7 separate regions of the Mus musculus genome follow, and all the other regions are linked to region 2. The links are chromatin contacts, called in public Hi-C, HiChIP or PLAC-seq and promoter capture Hi-C maps. All regions are on one chromosome and are shown on one strand. The core of a region is the stretch at or near the end of the contact, and the rest is flanking DNA. Distances in the headings are between cores, read along the strand shown.

Region 1 (3,616 bases), core at 516-3,015, 330 kb after region 2:
TAATTAAAACACTTTTAAAAAGGATTTTGAATGACGGGCTAATAACAATAAGAACTTTAAGAAGTTTAACACTAAGAACATCCCTTACTTATCCAGGCATTTGGAAGCAGAGGCAGGAGAAGCCCAAGTGTGAAAACAGACTTGACCGCATGGTGAGTTCTAAATTAGCCAGGATCATATAGCGGGTGAGACCTCTCAAAACCATCCCACCCTGACCAGGCCAGGGATACGGCTCAGTTGGCAGAGCCCTGAAGTAGAAACACACTGTTGGAAAACAGCCACAGCTGACCTGCTGCATTCGAGTTGCTGTGAACCTTGAATCTCTAAAAATCCAATTATCTGTTAAACAAGAAGATTAAAGGATGAGAAATTTGGTCCATAGAGAGCTACAATGTTTGAGAATTCTTTTCTCCTGAGTAACGGTTAATTTCTTACTCCTTTTCAGCTTGCCAGAACAACTTATAGCTAAATTACTAACGGATGATAATTCCATTTTTATATAAAATGCGTGGAGATTCTTTTTAAATGTTGAAACAGACTTATCTTGGAGTCAGGTGTATAGTTTGGCAGTACAGAGCTTACCTAGCAGCTCAAAGGCTTTGTGCTCCTACCCGGAAGGCAAGAACTTGGCTGAATTGTTTCTGCTTGTTCTTCCTTAACCTGTTATTTTCTTTGGAGAACATTTTTTTTTCCTTGTCACTTGCACTGGTACTCAGGATTGCTGGTTTTATATTTTATTATTTTCCAGTGGCATCGAGACTTGAACCCAGGGTCTCAGTATGCTAAACTCATGCTGTCCAACTAAGCTTCTATGCTCAGTTCTCAGCCTCAACCGTAATACTGAAAACATGGACGTTGACACCCCTCCCCCACACTTCAGAGATGTACTGATTCGAAGTGTGTGATTGTGAATGGGTGCGTGCAGCAGTGTAAACAAGCTCTGAGGCCAGTGGGCAAGAGGAAAGGGTTGGGTGTCTTCCTCTATCATGCTCCATTTAATCCTTTCATGTAGTCTCTCCCTGAACCCAGGGTTGGGATTTTCTTGTCTAGGCTGAAAGCCAGCAAACCTCATTGATTTTTCTGTCTCCACCTACCTTGAAACTGGGGTATTAAGAGTCTGAGATGCCTGGTTCTTTATGTGGGTGCTGGGATCTGAACTCTGGTACTTATGATCGCACAGCAAGCACTCTTAGCTACCGCTCCAAGTGGCCAATTCTCCAAGACTACGTACATTTCGAGAGATTGATTAAATGGGAAGAGGTATATAAACCCTGTTTTGAGAACCCATTGTATCCTGGCACTGCACTTATTCTTAAGGAGACTCTGGGAATGAAGCAGTGAAGAGCACGAAGTTTGAAGTGGGCAAACAGCATCTGTTTTGCAGCCTTGGGCTATGCAGGAGAAGCCAATTTGTAGGGCTCAGGTAGCGGTAGGGTGGCGAAGCTCAAGCTAAATTAAGCTCAAGGACCCTTAGAGGATCGCCAGGTAGACTGTGGGCCACGGAAGCAATCACGAGGGTTGGTGGAGACGTTTGGCCTGGAGCAGCAAGAGGGGCGGGGCAAAGCGGGGCTTGGCCAAGGGGCGTGGCACAAGGAAGAAGAGGGGCGCTAGGACAGGCCGGATGCTAGGGTAGAGCGGGAGCTGGGGAGAGGTAAGGATGAGGGCGGAGCTAAGTGGGGCGGAGCCCAGAGGAGGGGGAAGATTGATTGGGGAGGAGCTGCGGGGAGAGGACGGGAGCTGAGGGGGACAAGGGCGGGACTAAGCGGGTGAAACAGAGGGGCGGGGCCCAGGACGGGGCGGGGCTAAGGGGGCGGGACCGGGCAGTTTCTGGCGGCAAGGCTGTTTGTTACTCGCGCAGGTCTGGTGGATCCTGCCTGGCAGCTGCAGGGCGGACTCAAGAGCTCGAGGCAAGGGCTCCTTTCGCTTCCCGCGGCCATGGAGCGGCTGACGTTGCCTCCTGGTGGTGCGGAGGCAGTGGACGAGTACTTGGAGTACCGGAGGTGAGGCCTTAACTCTGCTCCGCGGGGCGGGCTCCTGTTCACGGACTCTTGTCCGTCCGAGCACGGTGGGACGAACCCGGACCCAGCGGACGAACGTACTAGCGCTCTGGGAGTCTGTTCGGGAGGCCTGGATTAATTTCACATTTCATCCTCTGTAATTAAATTTGCAGACACACAATTCTATTCTATAATGAATCTCTTCGGAGACCACTTGAGAGTCTCCTTTGCCAAAAGGGATGATTAACTACTTTTAAAATGGATCCCTTTTTGTTTCTCTTAGTGACAATTGATTTACATATTGGGTCTATAAAAGTTAGTAGATGTCAGTTTATACATCAATTCAGTGCTCTCCCAAACCAAGGGAGATGGTTTTTGGACTTAGCTTCCGAGACTCCTCTCTGGAAGCAGGGAACACAGCTGCTTGCTCCTTTGGCTCCACACACATCTGCCCCCAATTCCCATAGCCTAGGAGGGGTTTCTTCTTGACAGCTGGGAAACTGGGAGAATAGAGGTTACAGACGACTTGGAGAATGTGTGTGCACAAAGGAAAAGCCAGATGTATAGAGCTTCCCCCAAGTCATTCGTGGGGTGTCCAGGCAGTTGGGTTTCCCAGCATATTGCCCCAATAGTGTAGTTTTGGGTAATGCTTAGAACTTTCTGAAGATTCTGAACAGGAAATGTGAGATGGAACAGCTTGATCAGTCTGTCTTAGTTAGGTTTCTATTGCTCTATTGAAACACTGATCAAAAGCAACTTAGGAGGAAAGGGTTTATTTCAGTGTATAGCTTGTAGGCCATGATCCAGGGAGGCCAGGCCAGGGGCTAATGCAGTGCCCCTGGAGGGTGCTGCTCATTGCTTTGCTGTTCATGGCTTGCTCGGCCTGTTTGCTAATAGCATAGTAATAGTGAGCTGGGCCCTCCTACATCAATCAGAGGTCCTGCCACAGGCTTGCCCACAGGCCAGTCTAGTGTGTATGTGTGTCATTTTTTCTCAGTTGAAATTTTCTTATTTTTTTAAAAATTCTTTTTAAAAAGGAATTATTTATTTTTTGTATATGAGTACACTGTACCTGTCTTCAGACACACCAGCAGAGGGCATCAGATCCCATTACAGATGGTTGTGAGCCACCATGTGGTTGCTGGGAATTGAACTCAGGACCTCTAGAAGACCAGTCAGTGCTCTTAATGACTGAACCAACTCTCCAGCCCTCATTTGAGATTTTCTATTTCTGTATGACTCTAGCTTGGGTCAAGTTGACATAAAACTAGGCAGTAGCACCCAGTCTTCATGGTAGGTTCACCGCATGCTCACCCTCTTACAGAGCACGGCTGGCTTCTTTAGTTTTGCTTTCTGGCTTTTCACTTGTCTCTTGTCCAGAAAATGGTAGGGACAGGCTCATGGAAAATTATTTTTTGCAATCGTAAATATTATGGAACATTTCCCTTTAGGAGAGATTATTGCATCAATAAGATCTGAGAAACATGAAGACTCGGCCTTCCAGATATCAAAGGGTTATTTGGGGAAGGCATTCCAAAATGATCCCTATCAGAAACCAACTTTCCTATTGTCAGGGGCCAGGCCTGTAATCTCAGCCCTGAGGAGATGTCTAGGAGGGT
Region 2 (3,431 bases), core at 314-2,813:
ATGTTCCCATTTCTTGTTCATTTCTGCCTAGTGGCTACCAACTCTGATGATGGGGCAAGGAAGGCACAAAGTAAAAGATAATTTAATTGTTGCAACTTCCTAAACAAAGACTTATTGAAGAAGAGCTTAATATCCAATTTACTTAAAGACAAAGATCACTTATCTAACCAAAAATGCAAACCAGAACTGTATCTGCGACCAAGGGTGCTAACACCTCAGGTGTTACCAGGAGGTTTGCCCAAAGTTGAAAACTTGTTTCAGTTTTTACATTTGCTTGGGGGTTGGGGATAAGGGCACATGCCACGGCTCTTGTGTGAAGATCAGAGGACAACTTGCAAAAGTTAGTTTCTTCTTCCCACCACACAGGTTCCAGGGATTAAACTCAGATCTTCAAGCTTGGTAGGTTAATGTCTTCACCTACTGAACAAGCGTACCAGCACAAAAGCTCGCTTTTCTGATTTTTTTACTTTTGTTTTGTTTTTGAGTCAGGGACTCACTCTGTAGCCTTAGCTTCCCTGGAACTTGCTAAGTAGGACCAGGCTGGGCTTGAACTTAGAGACATCCAGATGCCTCTGCCTCTCTAGTGCTGGGACTGAAGGAGTTCACCGACATGTTTGTTTATTTTACTTATGAGTACATGGTAGCTGTCTTCAGACACACCAGAAGAGGGTGTTCATTTTTAATTGAAAGGTTACATGTGTGTAAACAAGCAGACAGAGCTCTGTATATGATTTATGTTACACAAAAGCAGTTCTTTCCCTTTCTCCTCTGCATTGGAGACTTTTGCTTCTTTGTGGTTGCGTCCACTTCTGCTCCACGTGGTTTTCCCCCACAGGAGCTCTGGTCCCTGAATTACAATGGACTGTAAGTCACTGTGTGCCACAACCAAGACTTCTCCTGCCCAGAAAACAGTCTTAGGGATGTGTCCTGACAGTGAGAGGGTCACAGGGCCAAGTTTCCACAGTCTACAACCAGAAACAGCTTAATCACATGACATTTATGTTCCAGAGACGGGTGATTTCACACCTAATGCTTGCTCTTTGGCAATACAAGTGTGCTTCCCACAAGTCGCCTGAAGTTACTTGGAGCAGCTATCTTAGAGAAGTTACCAAAAATGATGCAGTTCGTTCTGGGCATTCTGCAGAGCCAGGTCGATATGCCAGAAACTTTAGCTTTGGGGTACATTTCTCCTCTGCTTGAAGCCCGTGGGCTGTCCCGAACTTGCAATTTCTGACATAGCATGCAATGTTTGTATGCATGCATGCACAGCACAGTGGCATTGACTGAAATGATACCTTGGATCTGTCTGTTCTGGGGGAAGAGAACGCGGGCTGTCCAGATTCTGGAAAGATGTTTCAGTGTGAGTACCGAAGTGACACAAAAGAGAAACCACAAAGTCCACCAACGACCAGGTTTCGTTTGGTAAAGAATGTCAGAACAGGATGTTAGAAAGCTCCCTTTAAGCTAGGAAAGATGGAGGGGGAGGGAGAGAAAGGGGGGAGGAGCAAATGTGGCATCACAAAATGAAAACACCGTGCATCCGAAGTCAATAAATAGATGCCAGGGGCAAGTGACTCATGAGCACGAGTTGTTAAGCGATGGAATTTGGGAGATCAAGCCACACTGCTTAAAACATCACATGATCTCCCTCTGGCCCCGTATTTCATAAAACAGAGCGGATCGCAGGAGGCCGACACTGTGACTCCTGGTGGATGGGACTGGGGAGTCAGAGTCAAGCCCTGACTGGTTGCAGGCGCTCGGAGTCAGCATGGAAAGTCTCTGCGGGGTCCTGGGATTTCTGCTGCTGGCTGCAGGACTGCCTCTCCAGGCTGCCAAGCGTGAGTCCCGTCCTCTCTGGGCGCTTACACTCGTTGACCCAAATGATGGGCCAGGCCCTTTGACTGGAGTTTGGGGGTCCGCAGACAGGGTCTGTTCCAAATGCTGGGAGTGTGTTCTTTGCTTAGGACTCACGGAGAGCAAAAGCCACGAGGCCCCTGGAAGCTTTTTCCACTCTGGCCAGATTGAGGCTGGAAGGGGAGGACAGCCTGTACCCCAGAATAAAGCAAGTCTCCCAAATCACCCTTATCTGCTTCCTGCTCACAGGGCGGAGCTCTTAAATGAGGCTCTGGCTAACTTTGCGGAACTCCCCCATCCCACCGCATCCTCTGCTCGCTGCAGGGCCAACTGCTGCTTCAGTGCAGATACTGAGGACTCTATGCAGATACTGAGGGGCTCCACCCTGGGCGGATTCTATGGCAGGGGCCCTACTAACAAAGCTTCCTAGTGAGTGGCAGAGGCATCTTTCAGTGTTGGACATACTGGTCTAGCATCCTTGTCCTGACCAGGGTGTAGCTGTCCTGTTCTTAGCGGAGCTAGTGAGCAGGGGAAAGAGAAGGCCCCTCACTTCCAGGGGCCGGAGACCAGCCCGGTCCAGAACCTTGCCTTACCCCGAATGTGGCCGCCTGGCTGGTTGCCAGGCAGTTCCAAAGGAGAGGAGTATCTCGTCACCCCCTGCCTTCTCTTGTGCAAGGCAGGTCCTCGGGTAGGTTGTCCTGGCTGGGGTGGATCCCAGGCCAGGCAGAGTGGAACCGCTGTGGTCCCTGCACCCAAGAATTGCCAGGCAAAAGGGCAAGCAGCCCAGCCCCATCACAGCCGCGCCCCGAACCAGGGATCCTCAAAGCCAGTGATGCCCCAGACTTGGGGCGTCCTGCCTGAGACTCCACCTCTGAGTTTGGATTTTAAACCCAGAGATGGCAGGCAGCGGGTTGACAAACGGAACGGCCCATCTTGTGTCTAGGTGTGGTGCCTTCACAGAGAGAGGGGACTCTGACCTTGGAATTATCCAGTTTCCCCAGATGAGAAACCGGGCCACAGGCCACAGAGAGGGCCAGGAATTCGCTCAGGTCACACAGAGAGCAGGCAGTAGGGAAGCATGCCACCTCTCCCTGGCAGTTCTTCCTGCCAGGGTTTGGGATAGGACAGACTTGAATATGTGCCAACTGCTAGGCTGGGCCATGAGTGAGTTAGCTTCAATAAATTTCCTTTTCCTCGTTTACAAAAGTGGGCTATAGAGTCTTGGGAGATCAGCTAGCAAGGGCACGTGGCCAGAACACACATTCAATGGCATTTTTAAGGACAGAGCTACACACCTCTGTTCCCCCTATCCCACCCTACCCCACTCCATACCTCCTGCCAACAAGTTATAATAACCTAGAGGAATAAGAATAGGAAAAGCCAGCAAAGACCTTTCACCCACAGTTTGAGGGTCGGTAAAACAGTAGCCAAAGCCAGGATAAATGGTTCATGTCTTTAATCCCAACACTCAGGAAGCAGAGGTAGGTAGATCTCTGTGAGTCTGGGGTCATCCTAGTCTACATAGTGAGTTCTAGGACAGTTTGAGCTACATAGTGAGACCCTGACTTGAAAAAAAA
Region 3 (3,503 bases), core at 245-2,744, 390 kb before region 2:
ATAGTCCCACTTTGTCCTGTCCCTACTGAGAGCTAGGAGAGTCAGCAGGGACCTTTCAGGTTCTCATTTGCTCCATGTGTCGTTACACACGGCCACTAGAGGGCAGGAGACCCCATCCTTCCTTAGAGCCAAACCAGAAAGGCCGCAGAGCAAAATCATTCAGCAAACCAATCGTCGACCTGCTAAGTCACGAAGAAGTTGTGAGAAGCTTTAATTTCACTTTAAGCACTCTTCCAAAGCTTATTATTTCATTTAGGACGCCTGCCCTTCCCCCCGACCCGCCCCCAAGTCCATGGCTTCTCAGTTTTGGAGCAGCAAGAGCTTGCTAGCCCTTAGCTCAGCCTCACAGGCACCTGTATATCCTAGTCTATAGTTTTCACCTCAACATTTTAATTAGATGGTATTCTATGCACTGACCTGGTGCCCAGGGGAGGTGGGGACTGTTCTATGAGTGGACCTTCTTTATTAAGGTGAGGTGAGTGAATGGGAGGGGGAGGGGGATAGGGCAGTTTTCTTTGCCAGTGTATGAGTCTGTATGTGCCCTGTTCCCCAAATCCTTCAGGATCCTTATAGCATAAGCACACGTCACTTTAGACTTCTAACAAGGAAACCATGCTGTTCTCAGTGTGCCCCTTGCTTAGGAAGTACAGATCAGATTAGGTCGCTGGGACACAGTGAGTTCTGTGAGTCATATGAAAACTCAGGTTCAAACATTTCTGTGTTTTGCTAGCTGGGGGAAAGCTTTTTCTCATCTATGAGGGAGCACTTTATTCTGGGAGAAAGCAAATGGTTCCTTTGTAGTTTTATCTACATTGTGTGATCAGTCCAGGCTGAGGGAGACGGTGGTGGGGATGAGCCAAGAGGAAAGTCTGCTGGGTTTTACTCCCAAACTGACTTCATCAAAAACTTCCGATTTTGGTCTTTGCAAAGAATAGACCTGATCTAGTTTGCTTTTCTGTTGCTGCGATAAACATCAAGACCAAAAGCAACTTGAGGAGGAAAAGGTTGATTTCAGTCTACAAGTGATAATCTGCAGGAGAGAGGCCAGGGCAGGAGCTCCAGGCAGGAACCTGGAGACAGGAGCTAAAGCCGAGACCATGAAGGAATGCTGCTTACCTTTCCCTCTGGCTTGCTCAGCTGCCTTTCTTACACAGCTCGGGCCACCTGCCGAGGGATGACACAGGCCACCCTGACGGACTCTAATATAAATCAGCAATTAAGAAAATGGCTCTCAGGCATGGCCACAGGCCAGTCTGTTATAGGCAATCATTCAGTCGTGTTTTTTTTGTTTTTTTTTTTTTTCTACCCAGATGACTCTAGGTCTGTGTTACATTCATAGCTGAAGCTTACTAGGACAAGACCCAAGTAGGCCTTTCTGTTACCATCTTTGTCTGTAGCAGTGTGAATGACTGTGCTCCCACAGCCACATGGTGGCACCCAAGGGCATCTCCAGAAGACCTGTGCCTTTGTGTTCACACCGGCCCCTCCCTAAGCCCCTTCCGTGTTCATCCTATGTGCTCTGAGCTCCTTCTCAGGCTCTACTGATGTAAGACATGCTTCTAGAAACCTCTTTCTTCCTAGAAACATTTGGAAATCCTCCTGCCAGGGAGACTGGGGTGGCCTGGTAAATCTTTAACTCTCCTTGTGTGGCTCTTGGCCCTCTTTAGGATTTGCTTCCACTGACCTGAGGGCAGAGATGGCGACTTCATCCCACCAAGGAGCAGCTGCAGGAAGCCAGGCAGAGCACAGAAGCTGTGAAGCATCAGTAGGACAGGGGGAAAGACCGAGGTATGTTTCAGAGGTGTGTGTGTGTGTGGGGGGGGTCTATTATAGCTTGGGGGGGGGTGATAAGTTTAGACTGTGGAAGGCAGTCTGCCCTGTGTTGGGTTGGATTTCAAGAGCTGGAATTATGTCACTCCAACCAGATCCAGTAGGGATGTACCGTATTTTTCCCAAGAAAGAATGTGGAACAGCTGCCTGCCAGGAGGTCTGTGGGGAAAGGCTTCACACCTAAGGAGGAAGAAGAGGACAGAAGTGTGGCAGACAGGGAGGTTCAAGATCCAGCAGGGAGTGTCTCAGGGGTTGGACTCCCAGAAGGAAGTCACTGGTTGTCACTGGGACTGTTGGTCTCCTGGAGAAGCAGATGGCAGTATCTATGTCCTATATTCTCTCTTCGAACAATTTCCAGTCCTTTCACAGAAAGATCCAGTTAGTCATGTATTGAAGGAAGTCTTGAGTTTATGTACATTTAATCCAAACTGGCCCTCACCTGCTAACTCCTTTTCTTATGCTGACTGACTCACTGTCTAGGACTAAACGTCTTCCCCCGCTGGGCTCTGGAGGCCTCTCTGATCTCTTTTCTCTGGGACCACTTGCACCTTGATGTGGGATGAATCACAGAAGCTCCTTCCAATGGTTGAACTCGTGGTACCCTTGGGCAATATCCAGGGAAGACAGAGCGGGACTCACAGACTTACTCACTCAACTGCCAGGATAGGGTGATGATTGTCTTTTGGTGGAAACATTTTGCTCTTTGTAGCCAAGACCTCTGTGCTAACAAAGTGTAAGATCTTGGGGACTGGAAGCAAAGATTTTGCTGAGGTCAAGTAGTGTCGTTCCCATTTGATTTTTACCCATGAATTGCTGACCCATGAATCCTGCTATAGAGAGATGGCACTGTATACTTTGATATTACCAGACCCATGTATAGTCCCTATCCATGTTACTGTGGCCACTGTGATGAGATTGTTGGCTGATGATCAGGTGACTGGGGAAGAGGATGACTGGCACCAACAGAATGGGTCACCCTGTCAGCTTGATGATCAAGCTCTTCCTTTGCTGAGGTCAGTTTTTGATGGGCATTCAGAAGTTCTCTTGCTTGTCTTCCTCGCAGTCCTTCCAGACACCTCTTCCAGACCGATTTCCCAGCCATGTTGTTTCCAAATCCACACCATCCAGCCAAATGGTTGGCTGGAGCCCATGGGTTGGTAATAGTTGCACATCTGACCATTTCTTCTTTTAGTGTAATGAACAAGGTGCGCTGCTCAAAGTTCTGCCCCATGGGGAGAATATTCTTCCAACGTGTTCTCAAGAGATGCCCAAGCCTTGGCCACAGTGAGGTAGCTGTCCTCTGTTGGTGGTGCCCACATGTACAGAACCATCTGCCAAACAGGTCGTCCTTTTCTCTGTCGACTGGTTGCAAGGGACTCACCCTGAGGTCACAGATTTTGGCCTGGAGTGAGAAGGTGGTGTGATCGTGGTGAGGGCATTGGGGACACTGTTTCATGAAACCAGATTACCCTTCTAACCACTTCTAGTCACTAGTTAACATTTCCACAAGGATGGAGTGCTGGTTGTCCATCTACTTGCAGGCCCAGTGGATTGCCTTAGTGCATTATATACTCAGGTCATCAAATATCTGAGGCTGGGAAGTCCAAGATTAAGGGGTCCACACCTGGCACAGGCCTTCATATTATTGTACTATGATGAGAAGGAGAAGGGAA
Region 4 (3,539 bases), core at 750-3,249, 360 kb before region 2:
CTCTAGACATGAACAAAAATATTTTTGAAGCCTGGTGTGGCACTTCATTGTAATTGTTTTTATGTCAACTTGCCCCAAAATAGGGCTACCTGAGTAGGGAGCCTCACCTGGAGAGCTGTCCTGACTGCCTTGGTTTATTTCGGGGCCCACTAACTGGTAGCGGGCCCGAGGGAAAGGGTGTGGAGAAGGAGGCTCATTTCCTTCTTTGCTCCCTAGGTCTCCCTCCTGCAGACTTGTACTGTAGCTGGTGCTGATTCCTTTACTGATATCAGAATCAGCATTTTCAAGTTTTCACTGAGGGCTATAGGGCTCTTACGCACCAGCTGTAGTCTCAGGACTCGCACTATATTGGAGGATAGCTCATTTATTGACTTAACAGGGCTAGCTTATATAGCTCAGTGAGGGAGGGGAGGACAAAAGAACAAGGGAGGAGCCGGGCATGGTGGCGCACGCCTTTAATCAAAGCACTCGGGAGGCAGAGGCAGGCGGATTTCTGAGTTTGAGGCCAGCCTGGTCTACAAAGTGTTCCAGGACAGCCAGGGCTATACAGAGAAACCCTGTCTCAAAAAACCAAAAAAAAAAAAAAAAAAAAAAAAAAAAAGAACAAGGGAGGAAACACCTAATTTGCATATGCAGACTTGACTGAAGTCAGGCAAATGTTAAGCCAGTTCTCTGGCAGGGAATCAGAAGCTTAACTGATTCTTAACTTAAAAAGTTGAGTAGGCCCATGCCTGATTTGGGTAGGGAGCAGCCACCCTCCTGCCCAGCTCTCTGAGAGAAGTCCAGGGTATGGGCAATGCTCTACCTACCATCTCTTGTCTGCCTTGGGAACCAACAATCTTGAGACAACTCCAACTGTTGAGGTATCTAGCTTCAAGGACTGAGTAATTACCAGGTTCTCAGCTTTCAGTTCAAGGTCATCCTCCACACACTGTGAGTTCAACTGTAGGTTGGGCTACCTGAGACTGTAATTGTTAGCATTCTGTCTAAACTCCACCCCACAATTCCCTGACAACAGCCAGGTAGGCCTCACCCACTATAAAAGGGGCTGCTTGCCCCCTTCTCCCGCTCTTGCTCTTCTCTTCTTGCTATCTGCTCCCTTGTCCCTTCCCCATTCCATCCCCTCGCCCCTGCCCCGCTCTCTCCACATGCCCATGGCTGGCCTTTACTTCTGTACTCTCTAACCCCTCTGCGTTTCTCTGCTTCTTCTACCCTCTTGACTTCCCTCCCCATGCCCTGAATAAACTCTATTCTATATTATACCGTCGTGTGGCTGGTCCCTCAGGAACAAGTGATGCCTTGGAATGGGACTGCTGGGACAACTCCTCCCATACCTCACTACACCTTCCATAGAGCATATCCCTCCTTCTCTCGTTATCTTTTTATAAACACATCAGTAATCTAAAAAAAAAAAAAAAAAAAAAAAACCAAACAATAATAATAAAAAAATATTTAGAAACGTTTGGCATTATAATAGACATACAGAGAAAAGGCTTCAACTTGACAGAGCTGAAGCACCTATTAAATTACAAGAAAATATTTCTGTTTCTTTAAAAGCAAATGGTTTCTTCATTGGCTCCTGTTGTAAGCCGGCCCGCGGCCTACATGAACGGGGTGCACCTGGGAGGCAGGCTGGGGCTGAAAGAGACTTAGACTGTGAGAAAAGATAATGAAGCCAAGACAAAAATTTCTCTGATCAGGCCCGCGAGTTGAGTTTACTAAGAGAGTGTGCTTATAAGGGGGAAGGCCCATCCCCACTGCCAGTTCATTCTCCGTGCCTGGAGCCATTCTGTCAGCACGCGGTCGCCAGGAATGTCTCAGGAAGACAGGTTCAGCCTCTGAGCAGGTAGCAGAAGAGCAGGGCAGTTGTCTCTTCAAAAGGAGCCAGCCTAGTCAGAAAGTTGCACCGCAGGTGGCCCCACCTCCGAGGCAACAAGGTCTGTACCCGCCCGCTTCAGGCTGGGGGGGGGGGGGGGGGAAGCTACAATTGGCTCCACCCATAGAACTTCCTGTCAGGGAATGAGGGAAGTTTTACTTCATAGTTCAGTAGAAAACTTGAACCAGGTCAAATTGGTTCCTTGGAGAGATCCTGAACTCTCATTAACTGTTGCAGAAGAAGGTGAGTCTGGCTGGAAGAGACCTGGAGCGAGGGAGCTGTGAGAGGGAGGGCGAATGGAGCATCTATGGGGGTGGAAGTATTGTGTCTGCACAGGGAGGAAGCTGCTGGGGGGAGGGGTGGAGGCTAAGAGATATAAGGAGATGAACTGATGCGTTGCAGTGTGTCTGTGGGGAAGGTCACAGAGGGCCTGGTGCCCTTTATAGAAAGTTCTGTGTCCCCCAAGGCAGGTTCGTTAGAGTTGGGAGAGAACTCAGATCATGTTTAATTCATTTTTTCTTACCTCAATGTGCTGACTCCTCTTAATTGTACAACAGACAGATTTGCATGTGTGGCTGTGTGACCCTTGGCTTGACGGAGGGCTGCTGAAGCCACAGTGTAGTCTAGGGGCTCCGAGTCTTGTTTTGCATCTTGTCTGTTGCTTTCTCTTTATTATGTCTCTGTAGTACACTCTGAGGTGAAGTGGTGACACTTCTGCCAGTTCTTTTGTTATGCAGGATTGTTTTAACTGTCTTGGGGGTTTTGTTTCATGTTTATTAACATGATAAGTGAGCATATTTCTGGCTTCAGTGTGATATTTAACTGTAATAATTAACATATTAACTGTGTACCAGTCAAAGCAGGGGAGATGAACAATTCCTCTCTCTCCCTCTCTCTCTCTCTCCCTCCCTCCCTTCCTCCCCCCTCCCCCCTCCCCCTCCCCCTCTCTCTTTGGTCTGAGATAGGGGTTCTCTGTATAGCCTTGCCTGTCCTGAAACTCACTCTATAGACCAGGCTGGCCTTGAACTCACTGAGATCCTACCTGCCCCTGCCTTCCTTACACTTTCTTTATGTTTGAGTCCTTGAATGCCTCTCCTAGGTCGTCATAAAATATATAGTAAGCTGTTGACCTCTATAGTCATCCTGGGCTTTCAGGTATTTGGCACAGTAACGATTTGGGCGCACTCATTTCCCAGACCTGGCATTGGGCATGAGCCAGGAACATCTGTTCCAATATTGGCATGAAGGCGGTAGCAGGACTAGAGACAGCCTGTCCATGCCATCAGGAACAGCCTAAATGATATCCAGATCATCAGCCTTTTAAAACTATAGAACACTGCAAAATTTCAGGAGAAAAGGAAAAAAAGAAAGGATCGGGAGTGCTTTCCATTTGTCTAATAGGTAATTTTCCTCTCTTCTCCTTCCTTAAGATCTGTGCATTCAGATCTTTAGAGTCAGCTTGCCTTGACATGGCTGGCCAGGGAGACACTGAAGTGAGGATCATTCTGGTAGGGAAGACTGGAAATGGGAAGAGTGCTACAGCCAACACCATCCTCGGGAGACGTCAATTTGATTCTAAGATTTGTGCCAATGCTGTTACCAAGACCTGCCAGAGAGCATACAGGGAGTGGAAGGGGAAAAACCTTGTTGTAGTCGACACTCC
Region 5 (3,377 bases), core at 462-2,961, 440 kb before region 2:
GAATACTGAAACCGTGAAGTGTTAAAATCCACCGTCTGCAGTGAAACTATCATCATAAAGAGTAGCGTGGCCTGGGCAAGATCACTCTCCAAACACAAACAGAAAGGTGCACACCAGAAAGAAAAGGATGGGCAGGTTTTAGCACATAAAGCCAAAATTTTATCACTTCAGAAATTAGCGTTGCTAAGTGAGGTGGGCATGCCTGTGATCCCAGCACTTGGCAGACAGGCCACCGGGTTTGGGTATGAGGCCAGTGGGGTCTGCACAGTGAGACCTTGCCTCCCACCCCTACACCCCCAAAGAACAATCTTTTGGGGAAAATATTTTCCACACATATGACAAATGAACATCTTTAAGCATGAAACCCAAACAACCATCCCAACTTCCCAGCCTTGAAAGTGAGCAAATAGAAAGTCAGGCAAAGATAAATTCTCAGTAGTCATAGCATAAACTGGTTTAAAAAAAAAATCACACAAAACAAACAAGTCAGGAAACCAGCAACCCAAGAAGCAAAAATTGAAGCAAACAGTCATTTTAATTAAATTTGGGAAAATAGCCCATGTTGTCAAGGAAATGGAAAAAAATGGTCATTTCTCAGGGATAACTGATGAATCTTGTCTTTGACCATCTGTTTCTACCTCCAAAAGTTTGAACCTGGACATGGGTAATGAGACATTAATCTATAAGGACATAGGAAAAATATGTAATCGATTTGCATATTTATACAGCCATTAAACTATATATATATATATATATATATATATATATATATATATATGTTTTAATATAATATATAAGAGAACAACGAAATGGGAGAAAACTTACAATATCTTAAGTGAAGAGCCAGCATGTACAGTTGCAAGGGATAACCCAGGCTTCCCCAATATAAAATACTATTCAGAACACTCGAGTATGTCAAACACCGAATGTAATTGGCTTTAGGAGGCTAATATATGAGAGGGCTAGATGGCCCTTGGGAGAGATTTTAAAAGTGTTTTTTTTTAAAATAATTGTACAATTCAAAGCTTGTCTCTGTTGAAAGCATGAAAGGACACGAAATTGCACTGGTCTGGAAGTTCCAAGATGGGGTTCTTTTGGAAAGCCAAGGCCACCTGCTAGTGGGTGGTGAGTCATGGCCACAGGCTTGCACCTGCCTCCGCAGACGCCACACTGGCTGCTGTGCGTTTCCAAGGGTAAACGACCCATTTGTGCCAACAGCCACCTGGGCCCGGCCTGCATCTCTAGAGCTTAGGCCACTCCGGATCTTAGTTGTGGGAATAGAGGGCCTTGCAGAATTCACAGTTGCGGGCCATTCATTCTTCATCCAGATGCGCTCTGTTGCCGTGGTGCTGTGTTCCAGCCCTAAGCTAGAGCGGACTGGGCAAAGCCCCAGGCTCGACGCCAGGAGAACCGTTGGTGCCCTGTCTAGTTCTCTCTGGCTCTGAGTTTTGAAAAAGACAGTAAGGGTGGACCAAACACAGTGACCACAGCCTGGCCACAAGGTGGCCCAGGGGCGAGCATCCTTTTCTGGGCAGAGGGTTAGGAAACTGAAGCTCGGGCCGGTGGCCAAACCGGAGCTGGTGGCTGCCATGGCGATGGAGCCGGGGGCCCTCCCTGGCCTTGTGCCGGAGCGGCAGTGCAGCGGGGTGACCTGGCCCGCCCCGCCCCCAGGCCGCGGCCGCCTAGCCGAGACTGACCCTCCGCAGCTCCTGTAGTCACGTGGAGCTGGGAACCCAGCGCGTGGGGGGAGGTTGGGGACGGGCCTGGCAGTTGTGAACTCGAACCTGCCGCTGTCGCCGCTGCGGGGCGGGGAACCGGCCGCAGAGGCCGGCCTGGTGCTCTATGGATGGGCGCTGCGTCCCTGGAGGGCACGCGGGAGAGGTATGGGTCGAGTAAGGGCGCAGGGGCCACCGAGGGCGTGCGAGGGCAGCTCCACCTGTGGGGCGCGTGACCGTGAGTGTGTGCGGCTGTGGGGTTCGCGCGCGCGCGCGGAATATGAAAGGGGGGGGGGAGTGTTGAGGCGCGGGGCGAGCGCACCTGCGCACAGGCTCCGCGGGCTGCGCTGTGCGTGGGACCCGAGATGGCCCACTGGCTGGTCCGAACCGGTCCAGCGAGCCAGCAAATGTGGACGGAGGACACGCATCTATACAAAGGGGGAGTGTGTGGGCCTGCTGCCACCCGGGGCTGCCCTAGATGACCAAGGAAATTCTGGAGAGTCCTGGGCACTCTGGCGCTCCCTGCGTAGACCCTCGGGAGACAGGCCTGGAATTTATGTTGCGCGGAGAGTGGGGGAAGGGGAGGCAATAGGGATTCCAGAGTTACTGCCTAGGCAGCCCTTTGGCCACTGAGAAAGAGCCTTGCAACAGATGGAGGAGGCTATTCTTCTGGGGCCCTACCAGGCTAGGAGGTGGCCTCCAAAGGCAGCACTGTGCTTCCTCAGTAAAGGGTCATGCTCATGCTTTATTTAGTTCAGTGTCCGCTAGGTCATTCGACCAGGCTGGGTATGGAGTTCAAGGCTGAACTCTGTAGCCTTGAATCTGGGAGAGACTGGGTGATGACACAAACCTGCCCTGGCTTAGCGCAGAGCCTCACACTCGTTCTTTTCTCTCCCTTCCCCAGGTAAGGCTGACCTCTCAGCAGTTAGAGGTCTGAGCTCTGCCATGGGGATAGGGATGTCTTTATTGCTACAGTTTTCTCTGTCATCCGGGGGCTACCGAAGTGTGGGCCGAAGCAGCCGAAGTCTCCCCAGGAACATCCCCAGAAGGAGCTGGAAAAAGCCTCACCCCCAGCTCTTCAGTCTTCAGGGTAGAGTTTGGCCTTTCTTGTGCCCTCAAACCAACCCATAACTCCAGCGCTCATGTCTCCTATACTTGCAGGACAGGGATGTACTGGGGAAGGAATCCATTCTCCTATCATGGAGTCTTCCCTGGGTTCAGGCGGGGGTGGGAGTTGGGGGTTGGTGGGGTTGAGTCATGTCTGTAGTCCCCCAAAAGAGAGCAGGCTGTAAAGGAATTCAGGAGGTTTTGCCCGGACAGAGGCCACGAACAGACATGAAAAGGTCCCTGGGAAGTCTTACTGCCACCCCTGAACTGACTCTGTGTAGGAGGCTCTCAGGAATCTGGGTTCCCCTGTGGGGTATAGCTGAAGTGGGGCAGTCCTTGGCCCGGTTTGGGCAGGACCAGGCAAGGGACAGAGATTATGATCTCTTCTTCCCACCCCTTTCTTTACCCCAGTAATCCCTAGCCCCCTTAAGAGATGCTGAGCCAGGGTTCTCCCTCACTCCAGGGGAGGGGCAGCAGACTGTGGGTGTTCCTTGGATTGAGAAGTGCTTGCCTCTCCCCCCTCCCCCCAATGTCCCAGTTGCAATTGCTTGGGTG
Region 6 (3,342 bases), core at 801-3,300, 380 kb after region 2:
ATCAAGGACTGTTTTTTAAAGCTTTTTTCCTCTGAGAGTCTTTTTTGTAGTTTGGCTTGTCTGAGTCTTTGTGGCAGCTCATCTCAGAGTCTTCTTGACAGTTCAGCTTCCTCTTCTGAGAGGGACTCTCAGCATTTATTGCTTACTCAGGCAAGGAGGGGCCTGATGAATCTAGTTAGTTTCAGAGATTTCCTGAAGCTATTTTGAGTTATTTACCTTTTTGCTTAAGGAGATTCCTACAGAATGGAAACTATTACACAATACTATATCCCTTCCTTTGACTCCTTTGTCCCCTCTTCAACAATGATTCCTGAGCGTTAAAAGGTTTGACTATAGATGTCTACTATAGGTCACCATGTCACAGTAACAATCACTTGATCTCAGGAGTTTTCTCAGGGGTTATGAGTTGAGGCTGATACATCTAAATACATGTGTTTAGATGAGAGTTTAACAGGCACATCATAACCATCTAGAAAAAACTTCTCCTGGCACTGGAGTTTTTATTTAATAACCTTATGGTCTCTGGAATGTCCTTTTTTACCCATGTAGGGTAACTTTTGGATTTTTTTTTTTTAATTAACCCACCCCAGTAGGGTTGTAAGGTAGGTAGAAGTATACTATATCTGATTGTTTCTCCAGTGACTTTACAAATTTGCAAAATACAGGTAAGCATTATGTTATCTATGTAACAAAACCTTTTCCAGTGAATGGGCAGGACAAGGCAACTTCCGGAACTACTATCTCATAACAGATCAGTGGGTTCCAAAGATAACCTTGGTGAAACACCTGAAAGTCAGTTGTCATCCATCCTCAGCAAGTGTCAGGTGAGCCTAGAAGTTCACAACTAAGATGATAACTAAGGTTGAAATGAGCAAGGTCTAATACAGCATGGAAAGGTTCCATCAATTTGCTTCCTCCAAAGATCAAGGTCAGGTACAAAGCATAGATAGGAGGTGCTAACTTAATTTGTTCTCTGTAATCCTTGGCGATTCTCTCTGAACTATTATGTTTACATGACCTGGAGCCTGTTCTGGGAGCCTCCCTCATTTCTCCACACCTGATCAACTCAGTGGATTTGACTTAGTCGGCTCAGACATACTCAAGGCCAAAGGTAAATGTGGCCCTGCTTTCCCGCTGCACCTCTGGCTCACTAGGTCAGAGTGACCCTGGGTTGGCACATGCCTCCAGCCTCCCATTCACCATCCCTGGCTGTCGGGGCAGTTCTAGCTGGGCGAACAGTCTACACCCCAGCTTTATCTTTTGCTGTGTCCCCTCCTTGGTCTGGGGGATCACCCACTCCTGGGACAGGCTTGTGTGCTTCATCTGTATTCTGTCAAGGATGTCTTCTCCTTAGGCAGATGCTCCTTAGCACACAATGCCTTTCTATCAGATTTTTCCTTAGCAACCCTAGCTCAACATAAATACTACTTCACCTAGAAGAACCTAGACAGGCCTCTTTTTCTGCTTAACCTTAAAAGAATATTTCTCCTTTAGCTTCTTTTATTTTTCAGATACTCTTTACATGTTGGTCTAAGTTACTGACATCTGCCATAGCCTTTCTTACTTTATAAAGATCTTGCTACACCAAAGGACTCAGCAAAGACACTAAAGCTTGATACTAGCCTTGAGGTCCCTTTGCTTAACTTCTCTGTGAACAGAGTTCTATCTGGGCCAGTGAACTGGGGTTCAAATATAGCCTCCCTATTCTTAGTTCCCTTAATAGTACCTTCCTCTTCTCTACGAACTTCCAGTTTTTGATATTTATGGAGACTTTGGATAGAGATAACTGTAGGCTACTTGAACCGGGTTCCTGAAAGGGAGGCTGGGGCTGCATGGGAGAAAATGGTGAGAGAAATAACGAGACCAAGACAAAGATACTGATCAAAGCCCAAAATTTACTTAAGAGTCTGAGCTTATAAAGTGGGGGGTGGGGTGGGGGGAACCCATCCCATCCCCCATCACACCAGGATCTCCTTTCATCTGGATAGAGTCAGGAGAACAGGTTCAGCATCTCAGCAGGTAGCTGCATCTTGGAGAAAATGGCAGAGGTGGCAGAACAATAGACCTATCTAGGTTGGAAGACTCCACCCTAGGTGGTCTTGTTCATAGAGGAGGAACAGGTCTGAGCCAGCCTGCTCAAGGCTGGGGGAGGCTACAATTCCTCCCTAATTATATAATAAAAATTAGCTGTACTGGGACTTAAAATTTACTTATGCTCCATGGTCCTGCCTGGGAATTATGGTGGCTGGCGGCCACGCATGTCTTAGGATTGTGGTCTTCAAATAACTTATTCTTATCCATCCTCGGGAGCATGTGCAGCTTGTTTGTGTTTATTTGCACAAACACAGCTCTGTGGTGTTGTTATGTACATATGTATATATAGACTATTAGTATATAAATTAAAGCTTGATTTTTCAACATTTTAAAACACTGGCTACAGCACACAATTTAATTATCTGTGCTGAAGCAGGAGGAAACTCAAAAGAATAAACATGTGATCCAATCACATATACTTTTCTCCCATAGAAGGGCTGTTTTTAAATACAGTAGATGTAGTCTTTATGGGATGCATGCATGCATAAATTTACAGAAAATACAAAAGCATGCATAGAAGCAATCTTTAACAACTTATCTTTTGGATAATAATTATCAGTTTTACCTAGAAAGTCTATGCAGTAGGCCAAATATCAATATTCTGCAATAACCAATTTAATTGCTGTTTGGAACAAAGAACAGATGCCTCGTCAGGTTTTTAAGACACATTTTTGTTGTTGTTGTTGTTGTTTTTCTAAAATTCCTTCATGATTTTATCTTACAATTCTTTATTAGCACCACAGCAATGTCATAATAGGATGTTAAAACTTTACTTGGAGATGAAGAAAGATGATTTTACATTAATGTTCTCTTTTGCCAAAGAATTGCTGTGGGCACACTGAGTAACAATAACTAAAATAAGCAGCTAATATTTGATTACCATTGATTAAAATTGATAACAATTAATTATAAAAGCTTCCTCTACTTTCTGCAAAGCCTTTTGTTTCTCACCAGTTAATTTGCCTCTCCGTTGATAACATCCAACAAAGGCTTAAGTCACCTTAAGGCATTAAGGTAAGGTCTTAGCCAATTAACATCTCCTGGAAGCTTTTGAAAATAATTTGAAGTAAGCAAATCATCTTTTCTTTCTTAAATTTTCTGTACCACAATCTTTCTAGGATAACTAAGACCCTAAATATTAAAAAGATATTGCCTTTGAATATTTTCTGGCTCATCAGCTACTCTCCAGAACTTTAAAGCTCATTGTGTGAGAGGAAAGAGTTGAAGTAATATATTCCATTTAAGAAA
Region 7 (3,737 bases), core at 105-2,604, 480 kb before region 2:
GATTTGTCCCCTCTCTCCCTGGACCCTCCCTATTTTGTTTTTTTTTTTGTTTTTGTTTTTTTTTAAATGAGATTTGATTCCTGATGTGATGTTTTTGTTTTTGTTTTTGTTTTTTAGCATCAGAAGAAGCAAAGAAGCAATGAAGAGAAGTGGAGCGGGGCTGAGGCTCCAGAGCTCAGCTGGGTATACCCTTCCCTGGGAGCTGCAGTGCCTCTTGCTGAGGAGGCTTCCTCTCAGAGCTATGTGGTTCCTGGGCTCCTGTGTCTCAGGACGCTCTTCTATTGGGACACTGTCCTACCTCTGAGCTGTGTGGTTCCTAGGCTACCATGTCTACCATTGGGACACTCTCTCTGCTAAGAGTTGTGCGGTTCTTGGGGTTCCACACCTTCCTAGAAGGAACATTTATAGCTTCTAATCTTAAAATAGACTCAGGCTGGTCCATCACATGGAGAAGTTCAAGGGAGATCAAATGGATACCGGGCACCATTTGACGGATTAGAAAAGCTAGGTCACCACTGGCCTGCAGCCTAGCACACTGAACGTCATCAAACACGTATTCATTAAGGACTTTGCACTGTGATACAGTGCAAAGATGTGAACAACAACAAAACTGTGCCTATACTTAGCCAGCCCAGGCTGGAAGGGTGTGGACTGAACTGGGATTGCTTTGTCTGAGTGCACAGAAAGCATCAGGAGATGGAAAACCCTCCCAATGTAGACATTTCCAAGTGGCCTGTGAAAGAAAGTGAGAGGCATTCTCCCCTGTGCCTAGTTAAGGTGACCTCTTTATCCGTTGGACAATGTCATTTACAAAGGTGGCAGTTTGCGTTGGTGACATCTCTGGGGGCAAGGCCTTTGGGAATATCACTAGGCAGTGCACATTTATCTCAGGAAACATTCTGATGTAGTTTTCTAAAAATACGGGTAAGGTTCCCACAAGGGGTCCTTCTTATCGTTATTGTGGCACCTTTTGTCTGCAGTCCTAGGCGGTGAGCATGACTGCACCGCTGTGAGGGGCAGGGTTCGGAGAGGGGTGGGCGAGCACGTACCAGGCACCGTTTATCGGGTTAGAAAATCTAGGTCACCACTGGCCTGCAGCCTAGCATACTGAATGTCACAGAACACATTCGTTAAGGAACCATAAATGCCTTTCCCAACGTCGCTCTGTCAAATGTGCTAATGACCAAACTAACAGGAACAAAATCCTCCAGCAGCACTGGCCGCGGGTTCCAGCACAAAGAGCTAGAAGCTCCTCTGGTTGTGTAATCTGCGTCACTTGCGTACCCTGCCAGCCGCAGCGCGTCCCTTAAAAACAACTTTTTCTGCGTCGCACCACTCCCCGCCCCTTCCGGCCTTTCGCAGGTTCCGGGTCGGCTGGGCCTGCGCCAGAAACCGAGTTGCGTGTTCTGTTTGTTTGGGGGATGCTGGATTCTTCTGGAACCGCCCGCGGTTAGTGGCCACGCCCTCAGCCCCAGGCACTGCTCTGAGTGCAGTTAACAGACAGAACGCTTTAACCGGTAACAATCGCGGCCGGTGAGGTGGGTGCTGCCTTGGTGGCCAGGAGACATTAGGATTGGATTTCCTATCCCACAATCACAGCCTCTTGGTATACATAACAACAAGGGTTCCGCTAGTGTGATAGATTATTTTAAAAGAGCAGCCGTAGAGAAAAAGGCGGAAAAAGTTTTGGTCTTGTTTATTCTCGGTGAGGGAGCATTTGTCACAAGATATGCAAATGGCAAAAATGCCTACAAAGGAAGAAGGATGCGGCCCCTTATTGGGGTCAGAAATGGGTGGAAATGACTTCAGTAGTCCCCAAAGGAAGCTGGGAAGTGTAGTCTCCCAGCAGGAACTTATCCGTGGCTTTTGTCACTTTGGCTATGTGAGCTCAGAAGATGGCGGAGTGTTGTTTAAAACATCCTCCACTGTTGTGCCAGGGAAAAGTTAGTGACCCCCCCCCCCCCCCCGCCAAACACACACACACACACACACACACACAGGAGCTGATCTGATGCAACTCACAGCAGGGTCTTTATTCTATTCGAGCTAGCTCAAGCCCCCCCAATGCACCACCCTCACACAGGACGGTTTTGGTGGGGGAGGAGCCCCGAATGTCTATGTGGCAAGGCTTTATAGTAAGCACCAAACATGGAATACGAATGCGAGCATCTAAATGGAAAGCTACTTTGGCCTTTAATATAACTGGCTGGTGCTGGGAGTCACATCATAAACTTAACTTCTGCTCCCCTCTGCATGGGTGGTCATTAGGCAAGGGTTGGGCTTGCAACCTGGGGTGCAGGTTTGTTGGGGGAATAACCAGGAGATACTGGTCTTGTTAGGGGTGTAACTTGGAAACTCTGCTCTTGTTGGGGATTAGCCTAGAGACGAGCTAGGCTCAGGTTTTGTTGTGGGGACAACTTGGATACTAATGCTAGATACCGGCCTGTAGTCTACCTGAGTTCAAGCTTAGGTCAGATTCTCTAAAATGGAGTCTGAATTTAAAAGCTTTGGCATCTCACACTGACTGGCTTAAATTCTCTGGTTGTGTGGGAGACTAGAGCTCCTTCTTCCCCAGGTGTAGGAATGTGAGAGGAGAGGAGGCTGGCAAGCTTGCACAGAGTGGGACTGTGGAATGCCCCTGGATGTATGTTTGTGCGGTGTAACAGGGTAGAATTAGGGAGCCAGGTCCCATCTGGGCATGCTCCTGAAAAGGACTGACAAAATAGTCAAGAGAAAGTTCTAATCTAATCAGCCAACACAGGGTACATGCTGAGGCATCTCCTAGTCCAGGTGAACAGATGCCAAAAATTACTCATCTGCAGGTTGCTGGTTTTACAGCTATGTGGCTTCTCTGGGGGACGCATAGGCTTTGGACTGTGGACAGTTATCATTTCCCACGACCTCCCTTCATTGGCTTGCACGCCTGCAGGCCATTCTGTTTCCTCGTCTGTCAGGAAAAATAAGATTCCTTGCTATTTTCACGCACCCCAAACCTTTCCCGTGTGTCTTACCTCGTATTTCACCTCTTTCCTGTGGTGTGTTTTACTCCTGTTTGCCTGGGCCCCTGTACTCCATCTGAGAAACACTTCCAAGTCTTTCCCTCCTCTACCCCTCCAGCATTCCAGTATTCTCAGCGCTCCAGTGGACCTGCCAAAGGTGTTGTACCTACGAGTTCTATAACCATTAGGACTGGATTTTCAGAAAAACAAACGACAAACTAGAAACAAGTACTGAACACAAACCTTTTTCTTGTTTTGAGTCTTGAAGCAATACAGTGTTTTCAACTTCGTTGGTGATACAGAACGGGGAGGCAGGCGTGTGGGTTCTGTACAGTGTCCCTTGATCTGTGTCTTTGGTGTCTGAGGAGGTCCTGGAGTAAGTCCCCTCTACCTCTGCCACGCTTCTCGCTGCAGGGCCATGACTGAAGCTATCGCTCTGTAAATTCTCTCCTCTTGCTTTCCCCAGAATCCCTTTCTAATGTTTTCCTGTGCTTCTCCCATTGTGTTTCAGTTATCACGGGGCCTGTCCCATCTCTGTCCGCTCCATGTTGTCAGCCGTATCTAGGCAGCCACCCTCTACTCCTAGAGCTCATCATTCCTGAAGATCTGTTCCAAAAGAACTTCACACTCAGTTGATGTGCACAGACCTTTGTAAGTAAATAGGACTAGTAGGGGTCTCTTTGTCCCTTTGTCCTCTGCTTCCCAGCTCCAGATAATCTACCCCTGAATTGTTCCCAC

Evidence for each region. Promoter capture Hi-C pulls out the DNA fragments that hold promoters and counts their contacts. Hi-C and Micro-C count contacts between places; a contact is called where the count stands out from the background. HiChIP or PLAC-seq counts read pairs in DNA pulled down with a chosen protein or histone mark. Capture Hi-C pulls out chosen DNA fragments and counts their contacts.
Region 1: a contact with region 2 is called in a promoter capture Hi-C map of liver. The contact joins the promoter of Fam221a here to the promoter of Gpnmb in region 2. A contact is called at or near these places in 11 of 39 promoter capture datasets (3T3-L1-derived adipocytes, the C10 cell line, the HPC-7 cell line and 7 more), 3 of 15 datasets of contacts at CTCF or cohesin (the NIH/3T3 cell line, embryonic stem cells and large pre-B cells), 8 of 484 Hi-C or Micro-C datasets (the G1E-ER4 cell line and embryonic stem cells), 22 of 115 datasets of contacts at active chromatin or transcription factors (the 230-238 cell line, CD8 T cells, acute myeloid leukemia and 12 more) and 3 of 9 other capture datasets (adipose tissue, liver and pancreatic islet).
Region 3: a Hi-C map of pro-B cells shows a contact between it and region 2, with 3 times the contacts expected there. The contact joins the promoter of Gimap8 here to the promoter of Gpnmb in region 2. A contact is called at or near these places in 5 of 39 promoter capture datasets (the 3T3-L1 cell line, 3T3-L1-derived adipocytes, cranial neural crest and 1 more), 3 of 484 Hi-C or Micro-C datasets (B cells, embryonic stem cells and pro-B cells), 1 of 115 datasets of contacts at active chromatin or transcription factors (memory CD8 T cells) and 1 of 9 other capture datasets (embryonic stem cells).
Region 4: a contact with region 2 is called in an H3K27ac HiChIP or PLAC-seq map of embryonic stem cells, with 2.6 times the contacts expected there. The contact joins the promoter of Gimap9 here to the promoter of Gpnmb in region 2. A contact is called at or near these places in 2 of 115 datasets of contacts at active chromatin or transcription factors (embryonic stem cells and memory CD8 T cells).
Region 5: a promoter capture Hi-C map of the HPC-7 cell line shows a contact between it and region 2, with 3 times the contacts expected there. The contact joins the promoter of Repin1 here to the promoter of Gpnmb in region 2. A contact is called at or near these places in 2 of 39 promoter capture datasets (the 3T3-L1 cell line and the HPC-7 cell line), 1 of 115 datasets of contacts at active chromatin or transcription factors (embryonic stem cells) and 2 of 9 other capture datasets (adipose tissue and pancreatic islet).
Region 6: a promoter capture Hi-C map of embryonic stem cells shows a contact between it and region 2, with 2.8 times the contacts expected there. The contact joins the enhancer-like site here to the promoter of Gpnmb in region 2. A contact is called at or near these places in 8 of 39 promoter capture datasets (the C10 cell line, cranial neural crest, embryonic stem cells and 5 more), 8 of 484 Hi-C or Micro-C datasets (the AML12 cell line, B cells, the HPC-7 cell line and 5 more), 13 of 115 datasets of contacts at active chromatin or transcription factors (the 230-238 cell line, embryonic basal ganglia, embryonic limb bud and 4 more) and 2 of 9 other capture datasets (adipose tissue and embryonic stem cells).
Region 7: a contact with region 2 is called in an H3K27ac HiChIP or PLAC-seq map of bone marrow-derived dendritic cells, with 2.9 times the contacts expected there. The contact joins the promoter of Lrrc61 here to the promoter of Gpnmb in region 2. A contact is called at or near these places in 2 of 115 datasets of contacts at active chromatin or transcription factors (bone marrow-derived dendritic cells and memory CD8 T cells).

The regions. Positions count from the first base shown.
Region 1 is chr6:49,365,974-49,369,589 of GRCm38.p6, forward strand. It overlaps Fam221a (family with sequence similarity 221, member A), which reads left to right and starts at 1,766. Exons shown (of 7, transcript NM_172727.3): 1 at 1,766-2,000. The coding sequence starts at 1,936.
Region 2 is chr6:49,034,955-49,038,385 of GRCm38.p6, forward strand. Gpnmb (glycoprotein (transmembrane) nmb) reads left to right here and starts at 1,564. Exons shown (of 11, transcript NM_053110.4): 1 at 1,564-1,838. The coding sequence starts at 1,769.
Region 3 is chr6:48,645,740-48,649,242 of GRCm38.p6, forward strand. It overlaps Gimap8 (GTPase, IMAP family member 8), which reads left to right and starts at 1,495. Exons shown (of 6, transcript NM_001077410.1): 1 at 1,495-1,546; 2 at 1,668-1,788. The coding sequence starts at 1,697.
Region 4 is chr6:48,674,136-48,677,674 of GRCm38.p6, forward strand. Gimap9 (GTPase, IMAP family member 9) reads left to right here and starts at 2,000. Exons shown (of 2, transcript NM_174960.2): 1 at 2,000-2,119; 2 at 3,307-3,539. The coding sequence starts at 3,346. It overlaps Gm46958 (a long non-coding RNA gene), which reads right to left and starts at 2,674. Exons shown (of 2, transcript XR_001785233.2): 1 at 2,400-2,674; 2 at 1,697-1,889.
Region 5 is chr6:48,592,172-48,595,548 of GRCm38.p6, forward strand. It overlaps Repin1 (replication initiator 1), which reads left to right and starts at 1,712. Exons shown (of 3, transcript NM_001079901.1): 1 at 1,712-1,881; 2 at 2,620-2,805. The coding sequence starts at 2,661.
Region 6 is chr6:49,411,176-49,414,517 of GRCm38.p6, forward strand. The region is part of intron 6 of Stk31 (serine threonine kinase 31); the gene reads left to right. Among named protein-coding and RNA genes, the nearest start is that of Stk31, 17 kb to the left of the region's middle. Within about 2 kb of position 2,051, at least 8 of the 459 cell types and tissues checked have an H3K27ac peak or open chromatin away from gene starts, as enhancers often do. A contact at or near this core is called in embryonic stem cells, where this site is marked.
Region 7 is chr6:48,553,445-48,557,181 of GRCm38.p6, forward strand. Lrrc61 (leucine rich repeat containing 61) reads left to right here and starts at 1,355. Exons shown (of 3, transcript NM_177736.3): 1 at 1,355-1,538; 2 at 3,511-3,650.